Regions from separate parts of the Mus musculus genome. Here all the other regions are linked to region 6. The links are chromatin contacts, called in public HiCAR-type and promoter capture Hi-C maps. All regions are on one chromosome and are shown on one strand. Each heading gives the region's core, a stretch centred on a gene start, on an enhancer-like site or on the middle of the called end of the contact. The rest is flanking DNA. Distances are from core to core; before and after follow the strand shown.

The links. Promoter capture Hi-C pulls out the DNA fragments that hold promoters and counts their contacts. HiCAR-type assays count read pairs that join an accessible place to other places.
Region 1: a contact with region 6 is called in a promoter capture Hi-C map of liver, with 4 times the contacts expected there. The contact joins the promoter of Nup107 here to the promoter of Tbc1d15 in region 6. A contact is called at or near these places in 6 of 39 promoter capture datasets (erythroid cells, hippocampal neurons, liver and 2 more) and 1 of 9 other capture datasets (adipose tissue).
Region 2: a contact with region 6 is called in a promoter capture Hi-C map of pre-B cells, with 5 times the contacts expected there. The contact joins the promoter of Mdm1 here to the promoter of Tbc1d15 in region 6. A contact is called at or near these places in 3 of 39 promoter capture datasets (liver and pre-B cells).
Region 3: a contact with region 6 is called in a promoter capture Hi-C map of liver, with 7 times the contacts expected there. The contact joins the promoter of Mdm2 here to the promoter of Tbc1d15 in region 6. A contact is called at or near these places in 3 of 39 promoter capture datasets (hippocampal neurons and liver).
Region 4: a contact with region 6 is called in a HiCAR-type map of astrocytes, with 6 times the contacts expected there. The contact joins the promoter of Kcnc2 here to the promoter of Tbc1d15 in region 6. A contact is called at or near these places in 1 of 39 promoter capture datasets (hippocampal neurons) and 2 of 115 datasets of contacts at active chromatin or transcription factors (astrocytes and forebrain).
Region 5: a contact with region 6 is called in a promoter capture Hi-C map of hippocampal neurons, with 9 times the contacts expected there. The contact joins the promoter of Slc35e3 here to the promoter of Tbc1d15 in region 6. A contact is called at or near these places in 3 of 39 promoter capture datasets (hippocampal neurons, liver and pre-B cells).

What each region holds. Positions count from the first base shown.
Region 1 is chr10:117,791,052-117,795,661 of GRCm38.p6, reverse strand. It overlaps Nup107 (nucleoporin 107), which reads left to right and starts at 2,957. Exons shown (of 28, transcript NM_134010.2): 1 at 2,957-3,058. The coding sequence starts at 3,051.
Region 2 is chr10:118,140,109-118,144,620 of GRCm38.p6, reverse strand. Mdm1 (transformed mouse 3T3 cell double minute 1) reads right to left here and starts at 2,834. Exons shown (of 14, transcript NM_148922.3): 1 at 2,659-2,834; 2 at 1,657-1,771. The coding sequence starts at 2,676.
Region 3 is chr10:117,708,735-117,713,567 of GRCm38.p6, reverse strand. Mdm2 (transformed mouse 3T3 cell double minute 2) reads left to right here and starts at 2,810. Exons shown (of 12, transcript NM_010786.4): 1 at 2,810-3,016; 2 at 3,540-3,622; 3 at 3,784-3,868. The coding sequence starts at 3,788.
Region 4 is chr10:112,266,914-112,271,803 of GRCm38.p6, reverse strand. It overlaps Kcnc2 (potassium voltage gated channel, Shaw-related subfamily, member 2), which reads right to left and starts at 1,787. Exons shown (of 5, transcript NM_001379643.1): 1 at 1,256-1,787; 2 at 1-117. The coding sequence starts at 98.
Region 5 is chr10:117,744,934-117,749,855 of GRCm38.p6, reverse strand. It overlaps Slc35e3 (solute carrier family 35, member E3), which reads left to right and starts at 3,498. Exons shown (of 5, transcript NM_029875.2): 1 at 3,498-4,071; 2 at 4,861-4,922. The coding sequence starts at 3,670.
Region 6 is chr10:115,248,803-115,253,825 of GRCm38.p6, reverse strand. It overlaps Tbc1d15 (TBC1 domain family, member 15), which reads left to right and starts at 2,333. Exons shown (of 17, transcript NM_025706.3): 1 at 2,333-2,444. The coding sequence starts at 2,415.

The DNA of each region.
Region 1 (4,610 bases), core at 1,708-4,207, 2.5 Mb before region 6:
TAGCTCTCTTTACAATCCTAGAGTCAGACAACACTCCATCCTGTAGAAGAAAAGTGTTCCAGTGAGATGAGCAGAAGAGCTTTGCTCTAGGGACAGAGAAGGGCCAGGATCGCAGGAAAAGGGAGCTGCAGGCTCTCCTGTCAGGGCTCCACCACAGCTGTTTATGCTGAGATGCAGCAGCTCTACTACCAAATCGCCTCCGAGGTCACGAACAGAGACAAACAAAGCTTGGGGAAAGAAAGAACAGCAGAGGCTAAGGCAAGGGGGCAGTGCATCCAAGGCCAGCCTGAGCTAGATAGCAGAATGTGTCCAAGGACAAGCCAACAATAAAGGCATTTGGGAGTCACAAAGTGAGGAAGTGAGCCTCTGCATAAGGCAGGGCCAGCAAGGCAAAACAACTGAAGATGAAGTACTTAGCACTGGGTTACTTTTCTTGTAAAATTAAGCAGAGACAATTTGACTATGCCAATCAAAAATGGTCCTTGTGGAAAATCTGGTTATCTCTCTTTAATTGTCTGGAGATCAGATAATTTAGCCTTGTAAGGTAGAACGTTCGTGGGTGACTTTTATGTATATATATATATATATATATATATATATATATATATATATATATGGTTATATATATAGTGTATATGAGTACACTGTAGCTGTCTTCAAACACACCAGAAGAGGGCATCGGATTTCATTACCGGTGGTTGTGAGCCACCATGTGGTTGCTGGGAATTGACCTCTCAGGACCTCTGGAAAAACAGTCAGTGCTCTTAACCACTGAGCCGTCTCTCCAGCCCTCATGAGTGATTCTATCTTGGTGAATCTAATTTGCTGTGGCCAAATGCAGGGGGTTCATCCACACCAAAGGATTTTTATTTAGTAATTGAAACAGGAAATATCATATCTCAGGGTTATTTAATAGATGTGATGCACACACAGATATGTGTGCATGCATGTGTGGGTGTATGTGTGCACATATTCGGTGTGATATGTGTATGTGTATGACATGGTGTGCGTGTGTGTGGGGTATGTGGTGTGGCATATGTGTTGTACGTGTGCAGGCATCCATGTGTGCATGTGTGTATTTGTATGTACACTTGTGTGTTTGTGTGTAATTGTAGCATACATGGAGGTAGGGCTGAGTTTTGAGACTAGAAGACAATTTTTTTTGTGGTTGGTTTTCTCCTTCCACATTTACCAGGGGTCCAGGGACAGAAGCTAGATCATCAGGTTTGCAGGGCAAGCTGCTCCCTGGCTGGCCCTTCTAACACTATGGTTGTAATCTGGTTACTTAATAAACAGTGTCTGCTTTCAAAGTGAGGAGCAAAAAAGTAACAACTGAATTCTTCAGGCAGCTGGATGCACTGCCTTTTACTCAGACAGCTCTGGATTAGAAGGGATACTATAGTACTACTTTTTTCTTTTCTTTTGAGACTGGGTATCAAAACAAAGAAACAAACAAAACAACAACAAACTCGTACTGGCCTCTAACTTAGTAGGGCCTGAGCATGGCCCTGATTCCTGTCTGTACCTTACTCTGTGCATGGGACGGGCACAGTAAAGAAACTGCCACCGTGACTGCTCCGTTAGGGATAAGGTTTTTAATGTGGGTAAGAGAGAGAAAAGATCCAGAGGCACCTGGAAGTGCCCAGAGCGGAGAGAAAAAGAAACAGGCTGGACATGGCCAGGGCCGGGGAAGCTAGAGAATGGGAGAGAATAGTTACATCAGCAAGAGATGGGAGTCAGGACAGAACACACCCAGACACCAAATGCTCAGCACAAAGGAAATGTATTACCCAAGACGGACAAGCAGAAGGTGTTGCCTCCGTCTGGATCGGCCAAAGAAGGCAGCAGGTGTCTCTGCAGGAGAAAGGGGGAAGGCTGTGCTAGGATGAGTTGGTAAGTCCTAAGTGGACATGTTAGCCAGCTAGTGAATTTTGATAGTTGGACCTCGGAGTTTTAGTCAGGCATAAGGATGTGGCCAAATAAGGGAAGAGACCTTGGTGGCTAGGTTTAGGAATGTAATCTAACGGTTTAGCAAGGGAGAGGGGAAGGGAGAGGGCCACACCTGCTGGTGATGTGTCTGCAATGTCTGCGCCTGTTGGAGCTCTTCAAGATAGTTTTGTGTGCAAGATGAGAGAGCAGAGACTAGAAATTAGTGCAGAGTCGGGATTGTGGGGACAAGTAGCTAAGAAGACCGAAGGAAAACGCATTACAGGAGTTCCTGAGGAATGCTGGCGTTTATCTAACCGCCAGAAATCAGAAATGGTTCAGCCAGAGCTCATTTCTAGATATTTGGAGGGCCTGAGACCTAACATTTTTGAGGTACTGGAACAGGTAAGTATTCCCACGCCCAAAACTTTTAAAATTTATGATAATAACAGCAACAATAATAATTGCTATTATTACTATCGTCAGGCTTTCTTAGTGCAGGCTTGCTTCAAAATCGTGGTTCTTCCTCCTGCCTCAGCCTCCCATGTGGCTTTCTTATGCTTTGCTTTTTTTATTGGATTTCTTAAAAAACGGCTGATTCCGTAAAAGAGAAATAAATAACGAGAGAAAACAACCTCAAAACCCGTCCAGTGAGGTTACACCACAGTTCAAAGAGGTGAGCGCCCCGAGACAGGCCAGATCCCGTAAAGTGGCGCTGAACCGCAAACAAGAACGCTGAATGCAGACTCTTCAACAGATTCCTAAAGTCCAGGTTATAGACTTCCGGCTTCCCAGAACAACGCCCCACCCAGACCACGCCCACAAGCCAGGCTCAGGCGACATACCCAAGCTCCGCCCCTTTCCCCGCCCCCTTCCTGCCTGGCCGGCACCACCCAGCCACGCAGTCACTCCCTGGCACACTTCCGCGCCTGCGCCCACTGAGCCTGCGGCTGGAGACGAAAGTCGCGCATGCGCCGAGCGGGAACATTGTTTCTCTGGGACTGGCTTAGCCAGGCCGCGCTTCCGGGTCGAAGGGTGTGCTTCCGGAGAGCGGGAAGGCTGAAACGCGGCGGCCAGGCTGCAGTCAAAGAGTTGCAAGGTTCTAGGCGGAGACCGCTGAAGCCATGGACAGGTCAGTCCTGGTAGGGACGCCTCGGCCGAGACTGGGGCTCTCGCCTGTTAGCGACGTAACCGCCTCCGCGGCCAGGGATTTGGCCCTCGGTGGAGGAATGGACGCTTGGCGCGATTGGAGCGGGGATGTGAGAATGCGGATCCCCGGGGTTCCACGCCGCGCCTCCCGGGTCTTCTCGGCGCTCGCTCCGAAGTGTGCGGGGGTCTGTGATGGTCCCGCATTCGAAATGCGAAATGAAGCAGTTCGAGCTCAGGGCCATCAGCCGCACTGACAGTTCAGCCCAGACGTCCTCAGCGTGGTTTTATTGCGGTTATTAAGTCATGTCAGCTGTACGTTATTGGGTAACGGTGGTCAGCTTAGACTTTAAAGTGCCGGCCCTAGGGAGTTGAATTTCTCCCTCCCTCTCAAATGATTTATGCTCGCCTGACACGAAGATGGGTTGTTTAAGGCCCTTGGCATCGGGGAGTAGATTGTGTAGTGAAGACAGTCGAGCAGTGTAATACGATGTATTTATACTGTACTGCGGGGAAAATAAATGAAGGAGATGTTTTATCTCCCTGTCACAGGAGTTTCAGGCAAACCTATAAAAGTAACTTGCTAGCTGGTCTTTTGAGTAATAATAGCACATTATTGATACTGAAAACATTGTGCTAGGGGTTATCTTATGTGTGTTCCTTAAGCTTTAAGTGGCACATTTAGTTTTAGAGCAATCCCGTGAGGATCTTATCTATATAGAACAGTGAGCCTGTAAGAGATTTAAGGAATGGCATAGTTAAATAGAACCCTGTTATGGGGCTGGGGATATAGCTCAGTGGTAGAGTGCTTGCGTAGTAACCCTTAGGTTCTGGGGGGGGAAAGAGAAACATTACCAGCAGGGACCTTTGAATCTCCATAAAGCTGTTTGATGAATAACTTAAGTAGATAGATGAACATCCAGTGACAGGGGAACACATATAGACCTCTGTAAAAGAAACATACTCAGATATAAAGTCATGAAAAATGTTCACGCTTGTGTGGCTGAATGCTCCCAGCAATGCGGATGGACTTGATGGGCAGAACTAAATTAGGATGGTGGTGTAAATACTGTGCTGGTGAGTGTTAGCTTGAGTCTGCAGAGAAGAGGAAGCTGGCTGGAGATTTTAAGTGGAAGAAAGGTGTACTAGAAGGATAATTAAAATCAACCCCCATGGTTTAGTTTATAAGCTGTCAGATGACAGTGCTGGAGGCCCATAGCACTGTGCTAAGACAGGAGACATCCTTAGTCTACATGGAGGGAAATCACTTGAAGGGCCATTTCTCCTCTTCACTAGAATTGCTTCACTTTTTCTTTCATCCCGCCAAGCCATATCGTACTCACAGTCTGAAGTATAGTCCTGGCTGCATAGCAGTGTTTGGTCAGCATGCAGGCCAAAAATATAACAGTGGTCCCATATGATGATATTGCCTAGTGACATGATGACTGGCTTAGCTTGTATAGATATATTCTGTGAAGTTTTCATGAGGATTAAAAAAAAGAAGAATTCTCAGAGCCTGTTCCTTCTTTGTTTGGGTT
Region 2 (4,512 bases), core at 1,585-4,084, 2.9 Mb before region 6:
AGACTCTGACACTATCACTTGTGCTTACTGAGAACTCCCAGTAGCCGTCCTCCCTTACACCATGACCTCCTTCACAATGTGCCCTGCTCCAGAGTGGCTTCACGTGCCCAGGCTCTTCTCACACTGGCCACCTGAATGCAGCTGGTCTCAGCTAAAATGCTGAAGGGCAGTTAATCAGGTTGACCAGTTGTCTGGTGTGCAGTTATCACTCCCTGCCCCAAAGCTTTCAGTGAAGTGGTTATGCCTGAAGACAGTTTATTTTGTATTCTCGATCTAACGAACTCTCCAAAGTACAGAACTTACAAGCAGAGAGATTTTCCAGGATACTGCCGGAGAATCAGGAAACATCTTGTCTCTGAAGTCCAGCACTATTTACGCAGCAGAGGAGCCCTAAAGAGCTACCCACACTCTGTTCTCCAAACCTGATATAAACACACTCTTTACTTTACTCCCTTCCCAGACACATGCCCTCATGGTAAGTCTTGTCTTTCCCTGGCTTCAAACACCTAACATTTGAGGGGTTTATACATCATTCTCACACATCATCCATAGAACACTAAGTACTGACCTATGTACACAAAATCCTTACCAAGCAAGGCCTCCTTCAACCCTGGATAGTGGAGCTTCCTACAGCCCACTTTGCAAGTTTGATTTGCTCAAAATTATAATTATTGTATATCTAAATTCAGATGTATTCATTAATTTAAAATCTGGTTTGAGGGCTGATAATATGATCAGTTGCCTTGTAAGCACAAAACCCTGAATTTAACCCCATAGGACCCATGCAAAAAGGCTAAGTGTGGCCGCATGCTCTTATAATCGAGCACTGGAGAGGCAGAGACAGGTGGACCCCGGGGGTTCTCTGGCCAGGAGGCCTAGTCTAACTGGTGAGCTCCAGGGCAGTGAGAGACCTTGTATTAAAATGAAGTGGGCGGCCTTCCTGAGGAGCAACACCCAGGATGGTTCTCTGGCCTCTGCATGCATACATGATATACACAGGTATACTTGCATTAATAAAAAATAAAAATAAGTTAAAGTAGGGTGTCTCAAAGCCTTGCGCCTCCACTGACAAACAAGGAGACAGAGGCCTACTCTCCAATATCCTAGCTGGTGAGAGAGAAACAGTAGATAGAACAGTCAGTCCACTCTTTCAATGTGCAGTAGGAAACCTTGGCCCGAGGGCTCAAATTCTCTGAGGTCAGGAGACGAAGCCTATGTAAGAGGAAGAACATGATTTCTGAACTCATGGCACTGACCAAAACCAGCAAGTTCCAGCCATGCCTCTGTTACCTACCCTTCCATTCTTCAAGTCTTTGAAAGTCCTCACCCTCAGGCTTGCTCCTCTCCGCTCAAACATTTCCAGAAAAGCCTCTTTCAGAACAACCAATCTCAGGCGTTTCCCCTTCAGTTTTACTATTCAACTTTTTTTGATATCATGCTATTTTATATACAACTCGATTTGATGAGTTTCTTTGTGTTTTTTGTTTGTTTGTTTGTTTTTGTTTGTTTGTACATAAGGGACTCTGGGATCGCAGTATAGCATCAATAAATATTTGCCAATTATACATGAGGCCAACACAGGTAGATTTTAATTGTTTTGTAAACAGAACCCAAGGTTTATTCAAGTTATGATAGCTATTGGTTTGCTCAACTTACCCAACTGATCCGATCTAAGTCCTGCCCATGAGTACTTTTGTCCCACTGAGGGATTATAAGACTCTGACAAATAGGACTTTTTCCACAGGAAGTTTCTCTGGTATTCACTCAGCCCCTATAATGAAAAGTGCAATTTGAGCACAGTGTAGTGAAGAGGTGTTTTAGCATCAGAAAGAAAAACAAAAACAAAAAAACCTCAACCTCTGAAGAGTGTTCTTGAAAGGCCCAAGAATGAGAATTAAACCCCAGTCAAGCTCCTTAATAATAGCTAATATTTACCCAGCCCTGGGCTAAGTAGCCCCTTAATCCTCACAACCACCCGAGCCAGACAAGCCGGAGTCCCTCAATGAGGCTGCGCTATAACTGGTTCTCTGATTCCAAAGTGTGGTAACAAACCTAAGTCCTCACTAGAGGTTTATCCTAAATTCATCGAGTGCATAATGTTATGGCTTTTAATAAAAGGCAATTAGAGAAAGACGTGTTCCCCTCCCACTCTGTCTGGCAAGCACTTTAGAATTAAAGAGTCCGGGATTACAGAAACACTGTGGCCACCTGTTGCGTGGAAAGGCGTTAGACACAGACAGCTATCTGGAACTGTGAGCAAAACCTAAAGCAAACGTGCAACTAGCAGGCTGCACACCTACCCACGCTCTCCTTTTACTGGGGCCCGCTTCCCAAGCGTTTAAAAGACCCGCGCGCTTTAAAGTTTTGCAGGAAAGGAGCTGAATGCTATCGGCAAGAGGAACCACAGGTGTCCTACACCGACAGCAGCCTTTCGTCCCACTGTCAAGGGCCCTCCTTCCGCCTCCGCTCCTGGCGACCCCAGACTGACGCCGTCAGGCCCCCATCGAACTCTCCCCACCCGCCCCTCCGCGCTGGGCCACCGGCCGGAGCATCCTCCGCCCCGCACAGGCTCCGGCCAGGAGGCTCGGTACGGCACAGGCGCGTCACGCACCCACCCCGCGGCGTCCCCGCCACCCGCCGCCCAGCCCCCGGCCTCACCTTGAAGCGCACCGGCATGTCGCCCTGCGCTGCGGAGCCTGCCCCGCCGACAGTTAACGGGAGCAAAAGCCCCGAGGGGGCGGGACGACGCGACAACACTGGTTCCCTAGCAAGATCCTGGACCCGGCGTCCCCGACGACGCGCCGGCGCACTCCGCGCCGCCCTCCCGCCCCGCCTCTCGGCCTTGCTCCGCCCATTTTGAGGCCTAAAGACCAATGGCAGCCCTCACCGTCATTACGATTAGACCAACCAGCACTCGTAAGGGCACGGCCCCGCTCCCTAATGGCGGGCGAAGAGCTGGCCAATGAGGATACCGGAGCTGCGGTGGGCGGAGCCCGCGGGAGCTTTGTTCAGGAGGCTGCAGGCAGAGTCCCCGCAGTGCGCGCACCGCAGCCTGTCTGTGTAGTGTGGCCGGGCTCGGCAAGAGCCTACCTCACTGGTTCCAGCTCCCTGACATCACAGAACGTGAAAGTGTGCCTGGCATTCCAGAATGCACGACAGAACCCACAGTCTCTTTGTCCATAAAGGAAATTGCCCCTAGAGTACCCGGCTGAAAAGAAGTTGCTAAGGAGAGAAGCGTTACACGAGCCTTGGGTCAAAAAGGATAGGTCCAAAAATACATACGACCTAGGATGATTCAAGTAAAGTTTATTAAGACCGCAAAGCCAACTCATCCTTTTTAAAAATAAAATTCCCTCTGTACACCAGGCTGGCCTGGAACTCAAAGATATCTACCTGGCTCTGTCTCCATAGTGCTGGGATTAAAGGCATGCACCACCAGTCCCAACATTGGGCAGGCAGAGCCAGGGAGATCTCTGCCTGGTCTACAGAGTGAGTTCCAGTATCGGGCTACACAGAAAAACTCGGTCTTGAAAGAATAAATAAAAATAAAATTCCATTTGACTTTTATAGGTTATTGCCCATCGTGAAACACTGCTAATTCTGAAAGTCCAGAAAAAAAATTACCCAGACATGCTAAATACATTATTTAGTCGATCATAATATACTATGTCCTGGGCTCGCTTTCCAAGTGAGAGGCATGAATGGGAAGTTTGAAGCAGAGTGGTCCCTGAGGGTAGAGATGATTAGAAGAGGCTCAGGGGTAATTTTCAGACTTGGCCTTGAAAATTACAACTGCAAGAAGAGGAAGATAAGATGATCAAGGCAGACATATGTCTGGAGAGAAGGTTGCCGGGGTTCTTCTAGGAATAATGAATTTACCTTTGTCCTGTGTTGGGATGTTCCCATCAACCCTTCCCAGTCCCTTCAAGTGCTTCCTGCAGACTCCTCTTCTTGGCTCCTAATTGATGTCTCCGATCTTCTTCATTATCATGGAGATAATTTAAAAATTCATTTGAAGAAGCCACCTGATATCTAAAACAGAGAGAATATTAAATAAGACCCTGTGCTGCCATGCATCCAGGAGACCTTTCGTTAATGTTAATCGGTGAGGACAGAACCCCAGTCCTGTGAATTAAAAATGACACAGGCAAGACACAGTGGAACATGAAATGAAACCCCCTGCAGGAAGCCAGCCAGGACCTTACAGGATAGGACAGAGCCGGTTCTGATTGTACACAAAGCTTTGTCACCACACAGTCTCAGGGGAAGTAGGTAGAAGAACATAGCCTGTCTGCTTAAAAAGGAACAAAGGCGATTGGGATAAAGCTCTGCTGGGCAGGGAATCAATGACAAGAAACGCATGTGGCCGTTGGTAAAGATGACTTGGTGACACCCAGCTTTGCTAGAGATGTATTGCAGGGACTCAAGGGAGAAATGTTTACTTTGTCACGGTTAAGCAAAAATCAACTCCCCCCACCCCCCACCCTGGGGAAATGAATCAAAGATATGGAA
Region 3 (4,833 bases), core at 1,561-4,060, 2.5 Mb before region 6:
ATATTAGTACATATATTACAAGGGGGATGATATTCAGGGTGACACCTGTGTCTGCCCTCCCTCTAAGACGCCATCTCCAAATATGACATGGAGTCTGTTTTGGGGAGACATCCTTTGGTGTACCTTTGTATACACGGTAAACTTCGAGTACTAAATCTTTGAGAGACTGAAGATTGAAACCAGGAACTTACAGGGTAAGCACACTAATCATAACCATAGGTGTTACCAGCAAGCCTTTGTGAGGATGAAATCCCCCATCCCCACCCCAATGTTTTGTTTTGAAGTGTATTTTGATATATAGTCCAGGCTGGTCTGTGTTTTACTTAGCCTTGGTCTCTTCTTCTCACCTCAGTCTCTCATTGCGCTGTTACAGGCATGTGACATCACACCCAGTTTGTGGCTTTCACTCATCCAGTGTTAAGTATAGAGTCCGACAATCAGAAATCTAGCTGTATTTGGTTTGATAAAGGCATGATTTAAAAGCCACACGGAAGTCGGGTGGTGGTGCCGCACGCCTTTAATCCCAGCATTTGGGAGGCAGAGGCAGGCAGATTTCTGAGTTCGACCAGCTTGGAAAAAAAAAAAAAAGCCACACGGAGTTCCTGAGGCTAATAATGTAATAATGCTGGGGAGTTATTTTCATCAGGATCTCGTTATCTTGGCTGGCCTCAATCTCACTGTAGCTAAGGATGACTTTGAACTTGTTTTTTTTTTTTTTTTTTTTTTTTTTGGTTTTTTCGAGACAGGGTTTCTCTGTATAGCCCTGGCTGTCCTGGAACTCACTCTGTAGACCAGGCTGGCCTCGAACTCAGAAATCCACCTGCCTCTGCCTCCCGAGTGCTGGGATTAAAGGCGTGCGGCATCACGCCCGGTTTTGAACTTCTGACCCTCCTGTCTTCACCTCCAAAGTGCTGGGATTACACAAGTGCAGCATCATTCCCACAGGTGCTGGGGAGGGAACCCAGGGCTTTAAGCTAAGAGTGCATGCCTGCTTGCCTTTTGCCCTGTCCTCCCATCCCCCCATCCTGCTCATGCCCCAATCCCATGAAACTGCACACAAGCCCAATTGGGCTACTTCATCTCCCAAGGCTTGGGTTCTGTGAGACAGGTTCTCTGTGTGCAGCCCTGGCTGATCTGCAGCTCACTGTGTGGACTCGTGGACACACTATCTTGAACTCACTTGTCTCTTCGTCTCTACTGCAGGGGTCAAAGGTCTATGCCACCATGCCTGGCTGAAGGTTATTAAATTTAAAATGAATATTCACTCCATTCCTAAGGGGAGAAAGGTTTCTGAAAAGTCCTTAATCACGAACTGTTGGGGAAATGAAGGCTGTCAGTAAGAAGTGGCAAGCCCCAAAGAACGAAATTACCTTTCTCCTTTAGGTAGGTTATCAATGTTACTCAAATTAGCTTTAAATTGCTCAACTCAAGCTATCCTCCTGCCTCAGCTTCCTGATTATCTTTGACTGTGCAAATGTGCCACCACCCCTGGTTTTAAGTCCTTTAAGATCTGGGGCTTTTGCTTTGGGGACCGAGGACTGAACAATGCAGGACCTTCTCGGTGCCACACACCCTCCGTTCTTAGATGTACCTTAAAAGGTGGACCCAGACGGCTGTTGCTCTGTACCTGGGATTACACGCACACCATTATATCTGGCCTTATCAATGCTTTTCTTTGACCTGCGTCCACACTGCCTAAAGCAGCGTCCAGGCCAAACTCCTATACCTTATAATGCTATCTTGGGCCCTCAAGATGACTAACAATTAGAAAGTTTGTAAACACTGGAGTGTATGTGTTGAAAAGGCCAGGCTGATTTCATGACAAGTTTCAAACTGGCAGTTAAGGGGACTAGGCCTAAATCTCTGTTTCCAAGAACTGGGCAATTCCGGGCAAGTCCGGGCCTCAGAAGCTGCCCCGCCTGAGGCAAGGACAATGGGTCAGCAGCAGTTTCCAGACTTTCTCAGCCAAAAGTTTCCAGCCCTCTCACCCCGGGAATGGAATGTCCCTAAAGATGGACCCAATAGATTAACATAGAGGTCACCTATCCCAGAATTCGCTAATATGCTTTATGTCAGGTCTGCAAACTCACTTGGGTGTCTCTATCTTAGTAATGGGGAGAGGAGACACCAGAATGCTGACTTCTGCAGATTAAAACATTCTTTGCGTTTACATACTATGAGCCCAAGGTGTCATGGACCCTAACAGTCTTTGAATTTTTTTTTTTAATTTTAACTTTAATTATGTGTATGTCTGTGCACACAGGTGCGGTTGCTCATGGAGACCAGAAGAGTGTGTTGAGTACCCTGCAATGACAGAATTTGTGTGGCGTGAGTGACTGAAAACCTAAAAAGGAGCTGTATGCACTCTTGACCATGGAGCTATTCATTTTTTATTCATTATTATTTATTCACTTTCCACCCCGCTCTCCGTTCCCTTCTGGGACACCCCCTTCTCACAATTTCCTCCCCGTCCCACTCCACCCTCTCTCACCTTGCCTATTTTTAAAGTCTTAAAAAAAAATCACTCATTTGTATACAACTTCAGCTGCTGGCGGGATGGATTTAAAAATACTACCCAGCTGTTAGTCTTGCTTTTCTTTTGGTAGCAGCAGCAGTCGGATAGGAACTTGCCTAGCGACCATTGCGGTTTCGAGCGGTAAACACAACCGCGCGGCCCCTCCCCACCTCCTGCGCGCTCCGGCACCGGGCGGCCGCTAAGCCCCGCCCCCCGCCTCCTATTGGTCCAGGAGGCGGCGTCGGGCGTGCGCGCGCGCACGCCCCGATGCCCGGATGGCCCGTGGCTTCCGGCGTTCTCTCCGCGGACGGTAGGGGGCGCTCGTCACAGAACTCTGCTTTGTTAACGGGGCCTCCGGGGCCAGCGTAGCCTAGGAGCGGCCGGTGAGGAGCCGCCGCCTTCTCGTCGCTCGAGCTCTGGAGCGACCATGGTCGCTCAGGCCCCGGCCGCGGGGCCTCCGCGCTCCCCGTGAAGGGTCGGAAGATGCGCGGGAAGTAGCAGGTACCCGCTCCGTGGGCGGCGGAGAGTCCCGATCATTCCCTCTTTTCCGCGCCCTCCGGGGCCTACTCGTAACCCGGGCCGGCTCGTGGGGTCGCGGGGCACGAGGCTGGGCGACCGTTTGCCCGCGCTGGGCCCTGATGTCATTCTGCGGCCGGGGGTGTGCGTGTGGGTGGGAGTGGGGGGTGGGGTGGGAGATGGCGCGGTTAGCACGGCGCATGCGCGGGAGGGGACGGAGGGAGGGGGAGGAGGGAAGAGCGGGGGTCTCCCAGCAGGCCCCGCGCGCGGGGGGCCCGCTCCGGGGTCGCGCTGGGCTCGTTGCTGGGGTCCAGGAGGTGACAGGTGCCTGGTCCCGGACTCGCCGGGATGCGGCTTCCGGGACGGGTGGGACTGGGCTGGGCCGAGTTGACTCAGCTCTTCCTGTGGGGCTGGTCAAGTTGGGACACGTCCGGCGTCGGCTGTCGGAGGAGCTAAGTCCTGACATGTCTCCAGCTGGGGTTATTTAAACGCTGCCCCGTTTCCGCAGCCGTCTGCTGGGCGAGCGGGAGACCGACCGGACACCCCTGGGGGACCCTCTCGGATCACCGCGCTTCTCCTGCGGGCCTCCAGGTAAGGGACAGCTCGCCGACGTCGTTTTGCATTTGAGAGCTATTGCCGAAAGACGTTTTCTGTCTCCTTCGTAAATGCATGTATCTATTTGTCCCTTTTCGTAGATGTTTTATAATTTCAAGTTTTTATCGTGTGTGTTGTTGTTTTTTTTCTACTTGTAGGCCAATGTGCAATACCAACATGTCTGTGTCTACCGAGGGTGCTGCAAGCACCTCACAGATTCCAGCTTCGGAACAAGAGACTCTGGTTGGTATTTCTGCCTCGAGTGTGTAAATATAGCTTGTTTTACCAGGTAATCGAGGAAACAAAATTGAAACCTGGATTATCGCACAGTCGTTTTAAGTATTTACCTACAAACTCTTAACTTTCTCGATTGCAATTGCATTAGAGAGTGGTCACTGCGACCTATATTTCCACAGCCCTTCCCCTGACGCAGGCTTTAGAAGTGCACAGTGTGTGGGTGCTGCTGGTTGTGACATGATGTTCTATCACTGTTCTAAATGGTAAACCGAAAGTCATAGAAGCATCCGTGCTTTTTGTGAGGATTTTAGTTATGAGAGGAATGCATAAAATATATAAAGTTCCAGTCTTTGCTCTGTATCTCTTTAAGTTTTCTACTTTATATTAGCATATAAAGGTGTTCTACAGCTTGTCAGTAAGTTACAAAATTACTTTTAATAGCTGCATAGGATTTGATAATGCGATTGAACCTCAGCCTTTAGAATGTGTGTGTATGCAAGTACTGTACTACTGAGCTGAGCGACAGTCTCAGGCTCACGACTACTGGGGGATGTAAAAGTTGCCCATGTGTTTGAGTAAAGTAAGGGTGAGGAAGATAGGGAACTAGAATCCTACGTCCTGGTAACCACATTTGATTGCAGACTGCTCACTCTGCTCAGCAGAGGTCATGGCCGTCTTCGATCCTGCCAGCACGAATATTGCCAGCCCTCGTTTTCCCTTTCTGATGTAATTTCATACATATTTGTGGAGAATACATGTATGCAAGTTAAGTCAGTTCCTACGGTTACTGCTCTGTGGAGTAAAATGTATTGTTTCAGTGGGCATGTCCCAGATCTCCAGTTAAACAGCCTGTTTGTTCTGGGTTTGCCAATGTCTCTCTCTATTTACTCTCGCTCTTCCTTTCCTCCCCCATTTTTTTTTTTTGCATATTTTAGTAGCTTGCATAATTTTCAAGTATAGTTAACCTAAGA
Region 4 (4,890 bases), core at 538-3,037, 3.0 Mb after region 6:
CGAGTTCCAGGCAGGGTCTTGAGGGTGCTGCGGTAGGTTTCGTGCCTGGTACCCCCGACATTGAGGATCACCCTCTCGTTGCTCTCGATCTTGCCCATCTCTGTGGCTCAGACATGACTAGGGGAGGCGAACACAGCACCAAGTTAAAGCTCTCGTGGGTCAGAGACTCATCAGGACCCCACCCTACCCCCTACCTCAACCCAAGAGTGCCAAACTGCAGAGCTGGCAAGTGGAAAGGACCCTCCCAGGAGGAGCTTGGTGCCCAAGTCCTGTCCCCGCCTCTCGCATCCCTGGCCCAGGTTCCCAGAGAACGAAGAACAGTTGAGTCTTCCTTGACCTTCCAGGAAACCTTTTTCTCTTGCGGCACACAGTCCACCCTTGGCTCTGACCTCTCTTTCCTTCTTGCCCTCCACCATGCCTCCCCTCTATCCCTGTCACATCCAACCTGCTTTAAGTCCCCAAGCCCCTCTTTCCTTTCCCTAAATCCCCACCGTTCAGTCCCCAGCCTTTTTTTCTACCCGCCTTTGCTCCAAGCGCTCCTCCCTAACTAGACCCCTTACCCACTATCCCATCCCTCTCTCTCTCTCGCTCAGCCCCTCCCCTGTTCTTAATGCAATTCCCCCATGAGGGAGTTACATTTGCTGAGGCAACTTAGCAGTGTTGAGTGGGAGGAGGCCAGGAGTGCCCCAGCTGCCTGCATACCCTGGTCCAACCTTAAGACAGCTCTCCCCACCGCCACCACCACCCCCAGCACTAGGGGAGTGCCCTTTGCCCGCTCTGTTCTCAGTTCACTTCTCTCCCTCACCTACCAGGCAGAAGACTGAACCCAGAAGTCAGAACAACAATAACAACAACAAACGTCCTCGCTACCGCCTTTCACCAAGGAGACCTCTGACTAATTTCCTCATCCAATTTCCTTTTCACATTACTGTTGCCGTTTGTTGCTAAATGTTATTATTACTTGGGAAAGGAAACGGCTAACTAGGATCCATCTTTGAGGACAAAAGTGAGCAGTCTCTGCCACCCCTCCCCCTTCCCAAGAAAAACAAACATCTTGGGGTGGAGAGTGGGGGGTTGCTTTCGAGGAGGGGCGAGGCCCAGGAGAAGCTGAGGGAGGCACACCCCCTGGGTCGCTGAGCTAGACCGCCTGTTTCCAGCTTCTCCCCAGGGGCTCCACAGCCAAGCTCTTAAAGCTAGGCAGGGGGATGCCCGCCTGCGCTGCCCTTCCTTTTCTCCCCTCCTAGTCCCCGGATACCTTAAGGAGACCGGGAGTAAAGTGGATCTGCTTGGGTCTCCCTGTGGACGAGGTTCTTCCTGCAGTCGGACAGAGTCTCTGCGACCAGCTGAGCCGCCCTCCTCAAAGGAGAAACTACTTGTTGGCGTTTTTTCGGGGTTCAGGTGGTTGATCCGCTTCTCTGGGTGCTGAGGTCGGGGAGACAGTCCCCGCCTGCCGCCCGCCGCGCTCCCTGCCTTCACGCTGCTGCGATCTGCTGGCTCTCCCATAGCCACCCTCCGCACCCAGAGTCACCATCGCGCGGGGCTGGGCGAACCATGGAGCTCGGGGCGGGTCCAGCTGGCACAGCCCGACCCCGCCGCAGACCTTCGGGTCGGCTGGCTGTGTCTGGAGCGGAGGCTGACCGAAGGACAGGGGGGCTCACCCAGTGGAAAGTGAAGGCTCTCAGCTTAGATTTGGATCCACAGATTTGGTGCTCCCCCCACCCCCGCCCGAAAGCGTCCTCTGCTAGAGCTGTTCTTCACCACCGCTTGCCTGAGCACACAGCTACAGTGGGTGGGTGGGTCTGGGGAATCTAGGATAAGCAGCACCGTCCTCCGCCCTCTCTGGAGCCCTACCTGCACTCTTTAAGCACAGATCTCCAGACCCTGTCTCCTCACTGCCCCACCCCTCCCAACAAGAGAGAGAGAGAGAGAGAGAGAGAGAATCTAAAGCCAATTGTATCTTTTCCTTAATGACAGCTGACAGGAGAAGTCTGCTTACAGGTGACAGGGATCTTGTTTCTTGTGTCTTCTACAGGGCTCTACTTTCTCTCTTCACTCAAATGTAGGTCTCCAGCCACCACCTCACGGTTATGTAAAACAAAACAAGTTTCTAAAAGTTTATCCCAGGAACATAATGCTCCAAAAAGTAAAACTTCAGCTTCCTTTGTCTGAAATAACCAAGCAACAAAGCAGTGCTCTCATCAGCCAAGTCCCAGTTAACTCTACTGTCTATCTGGGCCTTGTTTGTGCTGCTAGCGCTGATAAAATTAAGTATTTACAACCGCAGGGCTTTCCCCCCAGAAGAAATAGAGTATCTTACAATTTCAGGGTTCAGGGTTGGTCCTTCTGTAGGCCCTGAGGATAGAATGTGATCCAGTCAGCTACATGAGCTTGAAGGTAGCTAGTTTCTCCCAGCATCTCCTCACACCACTCTCTTCCTGTGTACATGTTATGTGTGTCTCCAGATTCTCCCTTCTCCGTGACATCACCCACATGATACAACAACCCTTGATAACGGCCTCATTTTAACCTGATCACCTCTAGACCATGTCTCCAACTAAAATCACCCTTTAATTAGTGGACATTGGGACCCCAGTAGATTGTCTTAGGGAGAACATGATATAACTCATACTAGATCTCATCACCAAAAAAAGCATGTTCTCTCTCTCTCTCTCTCTCTCTCTCTCTCTCTCTCTCTCTCTCTCTCTCTCTCTCTCTCTCTCTCTCTCTCTCTCCCCCCCTCTCTCTCTCTCTCTGTGTGGGTGTGTGTTTACATTTCAAGGAGAGACAGAGAGAGGGGACAGGTGGAATGGAGGAGGAGGAGCCAGAGCCAAAGAAGTGTACCGTTCCACAACTCCATGAGCAATGAGCAATGTTAGGATCAACATCCAACCAGTAAGGAAAGCATCAGGATGTAAATAGAGGGAGGGATCTTTGAAAAAACAAATTTTGCTGTCAATACTGTTATTTAGCCACAAAGTCGGCTGCAGCTGTCAAATTGACATGACTGGAAAAAGAAACTTAATTGATGAATCACCTCCATCATATTGACCTGTGGGGATAACTATGGGGCATTGTTTTTTACTTAATAGTTGATGTAAGAATACCAGACTAGGGAAAAAAATTACCAAATGAATTCGAATTCTATTGTCCCAGCTATTCCTTTATTTAATGTCATAAGTTCAATATAGAAAAGAATATGATATAAGCTTTAAAGTAAATTCACAATAGTAATAATGGTAACCTGAGCATTGGTAGTAACAGATAACATTTACTGAGAGCACAATAATTGTAAAATGCATAAATTCCATCCTTCGGTTTTAATAAAAGTAATGTTCACATTGTATAATAATGAAGACTATAGAAAGCTAACTTGTATCTTATATATCAGTGACAGGAATCTATGATGAGAGATTCCAGTTTCACAATAGTTCTTGTACTCTGGGGAAAGGTATGAGTGAATCAAAACGGAAAGGGGAGTGGCAAGGAGGACTTACAGGGAGGGAAACAATGATGTCAACTGGAGCACATTGGCTGGATCTAAGTTTATATGAGCTACTGAGAAGTACTCACGCTGATAAGAGGATTATCCTTCGGAAGAAGTCAGAATTTTCCTATGACTTATAGATGTAAAACAGAGACTGTGACCTGGGAATCTGAAAACAAGATGTGGGAGAGGAAAGGGTGGGCCACATCTGCTGAGGGAGAACTGGCACACAAGCAGTGAATGGAAAGCCTTCTCTGTCTCCCTGTCAACAGAAGAGCATCCTAATACAAACATCCAGGATCCGTTACATAAGATGGCCAAGAACAGAAAACCCCTCTGGCCAACTGATTCCACTGATCTTGCTGTAAAATTCAGATAAAAGTGAAAAGACAACAAAGCATTAAAAGATGATGAGCAAAACTGGGGGGGTGGGGGGCAGGGAGGACAGCAGCGCCAGTTTTCTTTATGACTGGTAGGGAGCAAGAGTATAAAAGACGGTATGGACAGTACAGCTCGCAGGGAAGCAACGGGTGGATCCCTTTGTGTCCTGGACTCAGCATCAGGGAAGGCTACAGAAAGGGGGCATTACATCATCATCACAGGAACTCTGGATCTCCTGACAATGTGTGGTGAGCCTGGCATGCTGGCTCACGCTGATGCCAGCACTCGGGAGACCAGGGACAGAGGACCATGTTCAAGGCTCCAGCCTGATTCCATGGTGAAATGGTGAGGTGTAGCTACCATGATGTGGGGTAGAGAGTGAGCTCCTGTCCAAAAAGAAAACTCTATGACTCAGAATGACGTGCTTGTAAAGTTTAACAGCTGAGCAGATCAAATCATTTAAAGTGTAACAACTTTTTTTTAAAGTCACCCTTACAGCGTAATATATTCATAAACAGTCCCTATCCAGTAGATGAGAAATACCCATAATTTCCCTCCAGATGCCTCTTGGGCAGGGACCCCAAACTAGCTCAGCTACTGCACTCTGCAGAAATACAAGGGAAGTAAAGCTCTTGAAGCCTGATGACAAATGTGCACTTTTAAAAAAATACTAATTATTTTTCAATATGCATGTTTTAATCATCACTTAATGACCCACTCTGTTAACCTAGTCAATTCTACTCCACCTTAACAGTGAATCAGAGACTAATTTGTATAGAAACTGGTTTTTGTTTTGTTTTGTTTTGTTTTGTTTTGCCTTTTTGTGGCTCCGGAGACTAAGAAGTCCAGAATGAGATGTCTAGACTGTCATGTGGACCTTTGTTCTGTGTTCTCACATAGAAGAAGAGCAGAAGGGAGAGAGAACTCAGTTCCCATGAGTCACCGCATGATTCCATGCTTCTTACCTAAACATGTCAAAAAAAAAAAAAAAAAAAAAAAAAAAAAAAAGACCTCGCCTTCCAACA
Region 5 (4,922 bases), core at 2,249-4,748, 2.5 Mb before region 6:
CAAGAGCGCTCTCGGGCCCACGGTCATACACCACGCAGGGGAAGAGGACCATGGCGCCCCGAGTAGCTGGATAAGGGGGTATTTAAAGGAAGAAACCACAACTCAAGGAGGTGGGAAGGGCGTTGTTGGAAAATACCAAAAATACCAGTTAAGAGTCACAAGGAATACCTGGTAATTGTGAGGGTTATTTCTCAAGAACACTCCTTGAACCCAGGAAGCGGGTGGGTGGAGGAATGTCGCTATCTGTTTTATGATTAGCATACCTTGGAGCACTGAGTGTACTACTCTTTCAGTTCAAAGTCATAAAAATCTGCATTTTATGTTGAAATAGTTTAGCTTTAACATTAAAGTCTACACAAATGAAGTAATGTGGTAAAACAAGAACAGTCTAACGGACGGAGGATTAATTTTAATACTAATCTTTACGTCCCATTATATTTCTTTTTTTTTCCCCCAAGGTGAAAGCGTTACATAGTGTTCAAAAAACTAGCGGAACTGAGTATGCATGTACGTAATAAAGGAACTCTGGTTCTGATTTTATCCCAGACAAGCCACTAGGGATGGATGGTATGCCTGCATGTCAGATCGAATACTGTCAGGTGCCTGTAACCCCAGCACTCAGAAAGCTGAGCAGGAGGACTGCAGTCAGGTGAAGGTATTTACCTAAAGTGTCAAAGCGGGAGGAGCTGAGAGAAAAATCTAATTTGTTATCTCAGCCCAAGTCCATAACCTTAAACACAGACTCAACTAAGGAGGGTAAACTTTCCTCTCTCTTCTTCAATCCCTCTCTCTCCCTCTCTTTTTCTCCCCCCTCTCCCTTCCCTCTTTGAGGCAGGGTCTCACCATGCAGCCCTGGCCGTCCTGGAACTCATGGAACTCTTTTGAACTGGCAGAGATCCACAGGCCTCTGCCCTCCCACTCCTGGGACTGGGACTGAAACTGTACTCCATCACACCTAGCCAGAACACTTCCCAGGCTCTTACTGAGGGAGCAGGGAAGGGTAATCCACACACGTGTAGGGGAGGGTGACAATGGGACTATTTCTAGCAAACAGTAAGAGCTGGTGAGCTTTGAAAACAGGGAAGCCGAAAATGGTGGGGCACTCCTTTAATCCCAGCACTTGGAAGGCAGAGGCAGGCGGATTTCTTAGTTCCGGGCCAGTCTGGTCTACAGAGTGAGTTCCAGGACAGCGTGGGCCACACAGAGAAACCCTGTCTCGGAAAAAAAAAAAAAAGAAAGAAAAAGAAAACAGGGACTGTCCTTGGTAAGGCTAAGCAAGCGGTGCCCTAGGGTTTCTCCTGCTGTAGAAACTTGGGGAGCAAAGGGCTTATTTTACCTTGCACTTTTAGTTAATATTCCATCAGTGAGGGGCGGGAGGGCAGGCACTGAAGCAGAGGCCCTCTAGTAACTGCTTCCTGGCAGCTTGCTTCCTAGGGTTTGGTCAGCCTGCTTGATCTAACCCAGAACCACCTACAGAAAGATGGCACTTTCCAGTAAGCTGAGCCTCCCACATGGAGTAACATTTGAAAAAAATGTCCCACGGGCTCATCTTCTGGCTGACTTGCTGGCAGCAGTTTCTTAATTGAGCGTCTCTCTTCCCAAATTGACTCTAGCTTGTGTCAAGTTGACAAAAAAACAAAACAAAACAAAACAAAACAAAACAACCAGCACAACAAGCAGCAGAGAGAAAATGGAAAAGCTAATGTTTATAATAAATTCAAGTAACTATAGATGAAATGGACGAATAGTTGAACGTGTGCTGGTCTTATGGCAACACAAACTAAAGTAATCTGAAAGGGGGAGCCTCAACTGAAAACATGTCTCCACAGGATCCAGCTGTAAGTCATTTCCTTTAATTAGTGATTTGGGGGAGGGGCCAGCCCATTGTGGGTGGAGCCATCCCTGAGATGATGGGTGGGGGGTGAGGCGGAGCAAGCCCTAAGCTGCACCCCTCCCTGGCCTCCATCAGCTCCTGCCTCCAGGTTTCTGCCCTGTATGAATGAGTTCCAGTCCTAACTCCCTTTGGTGATAAACAGCTACGTGTAAGCCAAACAAACCCTTTCCTCCCCAACTAAGACAAGACATCTAAGTAAACGGGCAATTCTCTAAAAAAAATGCGGTACGAAAGAGGAACGTAGCTGATATGACGGCATCTGGTAAAGGTGCTTGCTTCCCAAACCCTACAGCATGAATTCAGTCCATCTGGTGGACGGAGAGAACTGACTCCGAGTTATCCTCTGACCGTCACACAGGCACCCATACACACACACACACACACACACACACACACACACACACACACACACACACACACGTAATTAACTGTGGAAAATTCATCAAAGAGTCTCTTGTGCCTCTGATGCAAAGACCTTCTTTTCAGTGCCAATTAGAAAAAAACGGTATCCTGGAGAAAACGGGCAGAGACATAAGCAAACAGATCATAAAAACCTATGAAATAGTGTCCAAAACTTAAAACTACACATTAGTTGCAAGGCATGTGACACTTCAATGGGTGGAAGCAGGGAGATCCGTTCTGTGTCATCCTTAGCTCTGTAGAGACTTCCAAGTCTGCTCTATTTAATCCCTGTAACATTGTAAAAGTGGGGGGTCCACGTTTTCAATCAGTGTGGACAGACTTTGAGTTGGTATTTGACGTTTGCAGATGAGAAATACCACTCTCATATTGTAACAGTGTGAATAAAAGTGAATATTGAGATCGAGTCTAGCCTGAATGAGTTCTCGGCCTCGAAAAACAAAACCAAAAATATATAATTTTTCACTTCCTCTCCAGCTCTGTAACTTTGAAACTGGACTGCATGCTTGCTACTATAATATGCCTCTTAGAAGTGCAATTAATATCTTGGGCATACAGGTAAATGTACTTGCTTCTTAGGTTTTACTAAAAAAAAAAAAAAACTTCGTGGGTAAAAAATTCTGTGGTTTAAAGTTTTTCGAGGCAAATACGCCAAAATATGTTTAAATCTACAGTAGACGACAGTTAGTTGTCCATCCACTCTTACCTGTTTAGACGGTTATTTTTGGTTTTTCGAGACAGGGTTTCTCTGTATAGCCCTGGCTGTCCTGGAACTCACTCTGTAGACCAGGCTGGCCTCGAACTCAGAAATCCGCCTGCCTCTGCCTCCTGAGTGCTGGAATTAAAGGCGTGCGCCACCACCGCCCGGCCTGTTTAGACTTTTAAAGATATTTTAAAATATGCTTTCAGTAAGTAATGCTCTGCCCCCCTTCAGAGGATTAAAACAGCTCAGCAACGTGGAGAGTAAAACTGGCGGGGAATCTGCGCCTCCCAGTAAGTCGGGGAATCGGCCACAGAAACTAATCTTCCCTGGGAGCCAAGGGCTTCCCTCCAGCCGAGTTAAGCAACCCAGCGGAGCGCCGAGCGCGCCTGCGCGGCGGAATCACGTGGCTGCGCGGGGGCGGGGCTGGGAGGAGCCGTGGCGGACCCGCTCGGAGGGCGGCGGCCTATTACCTCGCGGCGCAGCGACCGGGACCCGGCTGGCGCATGCCTGTCTCCGGCCGGACCGTGGAGCGGGCGGCTGCGGGCGCGCGGCGGCGGAGAGCCGGGACAGCGGGAGAGCGTCCGAGCGCCCCGCGGGGAGGCTGGACAGCCCGGGCTCGGCCGAGGACGCTGCTCCGCAGCCGGCGGGCATCATGGCATCGCTGGCGGACCGGGTCCGGGGCAACGGGCGCATCGCCGCCGGGCTCCTGTTCAACCTGCTGGTGTCCATCTGCATCGTGTTCCTCAACAAATGGATCTATGTACACCACGGCTTCCCCAACATGAGCCTGACCCTGGTGCACTTCGTGGTCACCTGGCTGGGCTTGTACATCTGCCAGAAACTGAACATCTTTGCCCCCAAAAGTCTGCCGCTCTCCAAGCTCCTCCTCCTGGCCCTCAGCTTCTGTGGCTTTGTGGTCTTCACCAACCTTTCTCTGCAGAACAACACCATAGGCACCTATCAGCTGGCCAAGGCCATGACCACGCCGGTGATCATAGCCATCCAAACCTTCTGGTACCAGAAGAGATTCTCCGTCAGAATACAGCTCACGCTGGTGAGTAGCTGCCGCTGCCGCTGCGCGAGCCTGTCCCTGCCCAGCTACCTGGCTGCCTTTCTCCCCGGGAAAACTGAATACACCTTGCTTATAGCCTGGCACGACGGAAGCCCATTCCCATAATCTTTACTCCACACACGAGCCAGGCCCTTATAAGAAGCTTGTTTGGGGAGGGGTGGAAAAGGCCATCTCGACACTCCGCTGCTATTTAGTAAATGGGTGTGTTCCTGATAGAAATCTTTAACTGCTGGGATTGATGAGGGAGAGAGCTGCCTTAATGGAACAGTTCAGTGTGTCAGGATATCTGCGAAAGCTCAACCTGGAAAGAAAAGAATATCCCCAGGAAATCGAACCAGAAGTGATAAACATGAAATGGTTTAGCATAAAATACCTCGGAATACACCTTCAGTGGCACACTGCTGGGGTGCCTTGTGTTTACATAAAAGGAGATTCGTTAAAATAACATTAGCACTTAGTGGTTTTTTCGTTTTTCCAGTCATAATGCTTTCCTCCTTCCTTGTTTATGCTTATGTGTTAAGTACTGGTTTGGGGGATTATTTTATTCCCTGTAAATGTGTGTCCTGTTTCCTTACAAAGCACAACGCACGGATTCATATTTTCTTCCAGATGTAGAGTTGTATGTGAATCTCTGTAGAGAAGGATTGGCAGTTTTCCCCAAAGAAAACTTACAGTGCTCCCCCACCCCAGCCCCACTGTTATGTTTCCTTAGTGTTGTAAGACATCATTCTTGAATTTAATCTCACAGCATTTGCCTCTTTGTCTTTGCAGATTCCTATTACTGTAGGTGTAATCCTAAATTCTTATTACGATGTGAAGTTTCATTCGCTTGG
Region 6 (5,023 bases), core at 1,084-3,583:
TAAGGTGCTACAGATGCTGGTGGGAAAGACAATCAAATGTAATGCCCAGAGTGGGCACTTAGGGGCACCTGAAGACCGGATTAAGAATGTCAAGTAGAAGATAAACTTGGGAGGCCACATTTTCAAGGAGATGTCTCCAACTGTCAAGCTGATTATTCACAGGAAACCACTATCAGATATTTAAGAAATAAGGTTCTTGTTTTGGTTGTTTTTTTGTTTTATTTCATTTGTTTGTTTGCCTTTTGTAGTTGTTTTTTAGACAGGGTTTCTCTGTGTAGCTCTGGCTGTCCTGGTAGAGCAGGCTGGCCTCAAAACTCACAGAGGCCTGCCTCTGCCTCCCCAAGTGCTGGTGAAAGATCCTGGCAGAATGTAAAAGGACACAGAAGCCCTGAAATTGGCAAGATAGACGTCAGTGTTAGCAGAACTAGCTTCACTGATTTAGAAAAATAGAGGTGCACAATGCTCTGGCCACTCCTTGAACCTGTGTGTCTGCCAATGTTCTGACCAGGTGTGTGCCCATTGCTGCACCTTCATTAGACTCTTTCCTTGTACCCTTCCATACCCATTTCTTGAGAATAGACATTGTTTAGATCTGGAAATCCCCTAATCTCCCCCTTCTCCTTCCCCCCCTGAGGGCCTATAAAAACTGGGAACTCTTTCCCCTCGAGGTCGACTCCTCTACCCCTGCGTGGGATATGAGTCGTCCCCAGAGCTCTGGCTTTCCCGAATAAAGCCTCATGTGGTTTGCAACAAGCTCGGTCTGTCGTGAGTTCTTGGGTGTCCGCTATTGTCCTGAGGCCTGAGCGAGGGGCTCCTCTCGGAGTCTTTCACTAGGATTAAAGGTATGGGCCACCATACCCAGCTAGGAAATAAGTTTTATTTTTAATTTTACAAAAATTAAAAAAGATGTCTTCAGGACTGTTAGCATGTTTGGCCCATGTTATATTATGTTAGATATTTAAGACATTAGTTCTTTAAAATTTACAAAAAGTTGTAGAGTAACTGCTATTACTTAGCATTATATTCTGACACTGCTAAGTTTTGACAATATAGTGAGGTTTCTCCTTTAACCACATTACTCCATCCTTCTGAGATAGCAGAAGAATCTAGTTTTGATTATTCAGACTCCGGTTACTACCCACAATCAGTTGGCTTGGGGAAGTCTGGTCTACTGATAAGCCCCTGTGCTCTCTCGCTGTCAACTCACTGCGCTCTTGCTTCCTTAATGGCTGGCAGATGCGTTGCTTTACCGAGCAGTGAGAACTTGGGCACTGGGATCTAGGGCTTGCTTGGAATCTCTGATATTTGGTGGTCAGAGTCCCTCCTGGGGCTAAGCATGCATTCTCCTGTAAGACTTAGGCACCTCCCTCCCCGATTAGATTCCTGATACTCACAGAACCTGCAGATCACGTTTTTCTGCTGTTACCTCAGGCAGCCTGAAAAGGCTCTAACTCAGCGGGCAGGCACGACTCTTGTGTGGGTGAAACGACACTTTTACAGGGGTCTCTTAAGGCTATAGGAAAATACAGATACTTTACGGTTCATAATAGCAGTAATGTTACAGTTATGAAGTAGTAACAAAAACAACTTTTTGGTTGGGGTGGGGTCCGCACCAAAACATGAGAAACTGTATTAAAGGGTCGCAGCATTAGGTAGGTGGAGAACTATTGCTAACTGCTCTAAGATGTCAATTTTATTGTGTACCGGAGCTAAGTCTCAGGGTGCTGCGCTGAGAAGGAATTAGATTTTGAACTTAATAGTTTACCGATCTGTTTCCAAACATGGGGGAGATCCGTATGGCCATACATGATCCTTTACATGCAGATGCTTGGGTGAATTTTAGGAATTGAAATCATAACCACTAAGCTGTGGAGGCACCCTGAACTCTGGAGCGATAAAGGGCCTTGTAGTAACTACAGTTCCTATAAAAATACCATGCTCAAGGTCATGCGTGAGTGACAGCAACAATACTCATGTTCAGAATCCTCTAATATCAAGGGGAAAAGTCTCTGCGTGTATTAGCTCCAGGGCTGATGTTCAAGGCGATTCCAATTTTACCGTGACTTATTTAAAGCAAGAAAGCTGTGGCATCGTGTTCTGGGTCTAAACAAGGTGCTCCTTCCATCACACCCAAGAGACTCGCCAGCCGTTCCCCAAGTTAAAAGTGCCACGCCCGAGCAAACTTCAAAAGCCGTAGACTTCTATTTAAAATGTGGGGGAAGCACGCGCACGCGCAGTACGGCACGACGGCTCCACCCTCTTAGCATCCTCACCACGCATGCGCCTAACTGCTGTTCCCGCTCCTCCCCGCCCCTTTCCCGCCCGGATGTTATTTTAGCCCGACCGGATGTTGTTGTGAGTCCGAGAGCCACGTGAGGTTGTGCTACGTCATCACCAGGCACGCGCGGGGGAACATGGCGGCGGCGGGTGTTGTGAGCGGGAAGGTGAGTAACGGCACCGGCTGGTGCGGGTGCTCCTGACCGGTGGCCTGCGGCTGGCGGGCGGGCGGGCGGCCGCCGAGGGGCAGGCGAGCCAGGTCGGCTTCAGAGGAGACCGGCGTGTGACAGCGAAGGGGCTCCGCGGGGTGCGAGCTGCCCCTCCGGGGTGCTGGCTGGGTGAGCGCGGGGTTAGACGGTTCCTGCTCCCAGGCGGTGCAGGCCTGGGCGTTTGTCCCCGGCTCTGCCCCGCAGCGCGGATCCTTTCGGGGACCCCTGAATCCGTTCCTTCCCCCTGTGACTCTGGTTCTTTACGTCTGCCCTTCCGACCGTAAAACCTTCTCTTGTAAAAAGCCTTTGGCCACCCTGGCTTGCTTGGCTCTCTGTCGTCTTTGGGGGAAGGCGTCGAGTCACCATGCAGAGGAGCTGACCAGGAGCTCTGCAACTCTGTCCTCAGAGCTTGGGGTCCTGTTCGAAAAATTACCCAGATGGTTAATGGTTGCGGGCGTTAGGTTGGGAACTGGCGATTGACACCGCGCTGGGCTCATCTAGAAAAGCCTTTATGAAAACGTTTGTTTCCTAGATGTCTTCGGGGGCGTTTCTGTGTGTGGGTGTCTGCCCTGCTGTTTTACAGGAGGCTCTGTCAGTGACACCCTCACAGTGGGCTAGGAACCACCATTAGGTACGGAGATTAGATTAGATTAGCAGTTTATATGCAGAGAGACAGCTTGTGCGAATATAGGGTTATCTGCTTCATGCGATGCACCTGACTGCGTTTCCCAGTGGCGAGTTATTTCGCAAACGTCAGTGACCGGCTGGTAATGACTCAGAGCACTAAGACCTGTTTACTTGTTGCAGATAGCTTCCGCTGTTCCTTCAGTTCCACGTAGTATGTTTCGCTGCTTTTCTCCTCGTTTTGAACTTGACAGCGTTTGTGCAGATTTAGATTGTGGAATAACAAATACCGGCCTTATCTTCGGTGCAGATCTGAATTGTGACCTTGGGAAATTGGATAATTGAGGCTTCTCTGTTCTTCGTCTTTATCTGCAGAACGGAAGGGATGCCGGGCATCCTGTATTGGAGTGCTTAGGGGTAGACGCAACAGAAGCGCTTATACGTTACGTAGTCTTGCTCTTTCGAAAAATTGGTTGGGCATCCTTTTAGGGTATACTTATATCCTTGCCCTTTTAAAATATTTTTGGTCTTTTTTATTTGAGATGAGTGCTAGTCATCTCTTGATTCATTACAAATTAGAAAGTTTATCTTGGTGTTTTGGGCTGGGCCAATCTGGTACTTTCCAAGATGAGATCTTCACAACTTAAACTACACTTCTCTTTTCCAGTTTGCATGGATTCTGAAAAGAACCCTCGATAAAGCAGTTCTGAGACCTAAGGGGCTGCCCACCTTCTACAGTCATTAGTACCGTTCACAGACTGACTGCCCAAGCTTAACTTGTCTTTTGTGACTTTGCTTCATCACCTTATTTGACTGAGGTGACTGTCACTAGGAGCTCTGCAGCTGTGTCCTCAGAGCTTGGGGTCCTGTTCGAAAAATTACCCAGATGGTTAATGGTTGCGGGCGTTAGGTTGGGAACTGGCGATTGACACCGCGCTGGGCTCATCTAGAAAAGCCTTTATGAAAACGTTTGTTTCCTAGATGTCTTCGGGGGCGTTTCTGTGTGTGGGTGTCTGCCCTGCTGTTTTACAGGAGGCTCTGTCAGTGACACCTTCACAGTGGGCTAGGAACCACCACTAGGTACGGAGATTAGATCGGCAGTTTATATGCAGAGAGACAGCTTGTGCGAATATAGGGTTATCTGCTTCATGCGATGCACCTGGCTGCGTTTCCCACCGGCTGCTCCGTGGATGTTAACAAAGACACAAGATTATTGTGATAAGTTAAACTGGGCAAGGCAAGCCCCACCCACACCGAAGGACCAAACTCTAGGCTGCCAGTTCTAATTGTCAGCGTGGAGAGAAACTGCAGATGGCCATGCTTTTCTTTGCATCTAAGGCCTGGAAATGATTAAGGAAATTAACCTTTTTTATTCAGAGTAATAAAAGACAGGTAATGGTTAAGAGTGTAGAGTCGAGCCAGATTTTCTTTTATAAACTAGCCACTTTCTAGTGACTTCAGCCAGTCTCTGCTTTTGTTTCCTCTGTAATACGGTAACAGTACCGGCCTTATGTGGGGTTCTGGGGATCATTACTAAATGCACCCCGTGTGGCCTGACTGGGAGTGGGTGCTGTGCTGGCATTGCTTCCTCAGCTTCCCTGAAGTTGATTGGTTGGATATTCTTAAAACCTAGGATATAGTATTTTGGTATGGGTGGGAGCTATCTGTTTTTCATTCTTATTTTGGGTATTGAGAAATACCGTGTTTTAGAAGTCATAGTTTTGTCATTTTGGTAGAGAGCCTAACCTTTAACAGCTGTGCTAGCTTTGTAGCCCAAGACATCGTGTTTGGATGCTGAATAAATGTCCTTATCCTATGGCACCAATTAAGGAGATAGTCCTAATTGCTTAGGATCAAACCTGGCTCGGCTTCTTGAGTTGTATGACTTTGGGAAAATTACTTAGCTTCCTTGT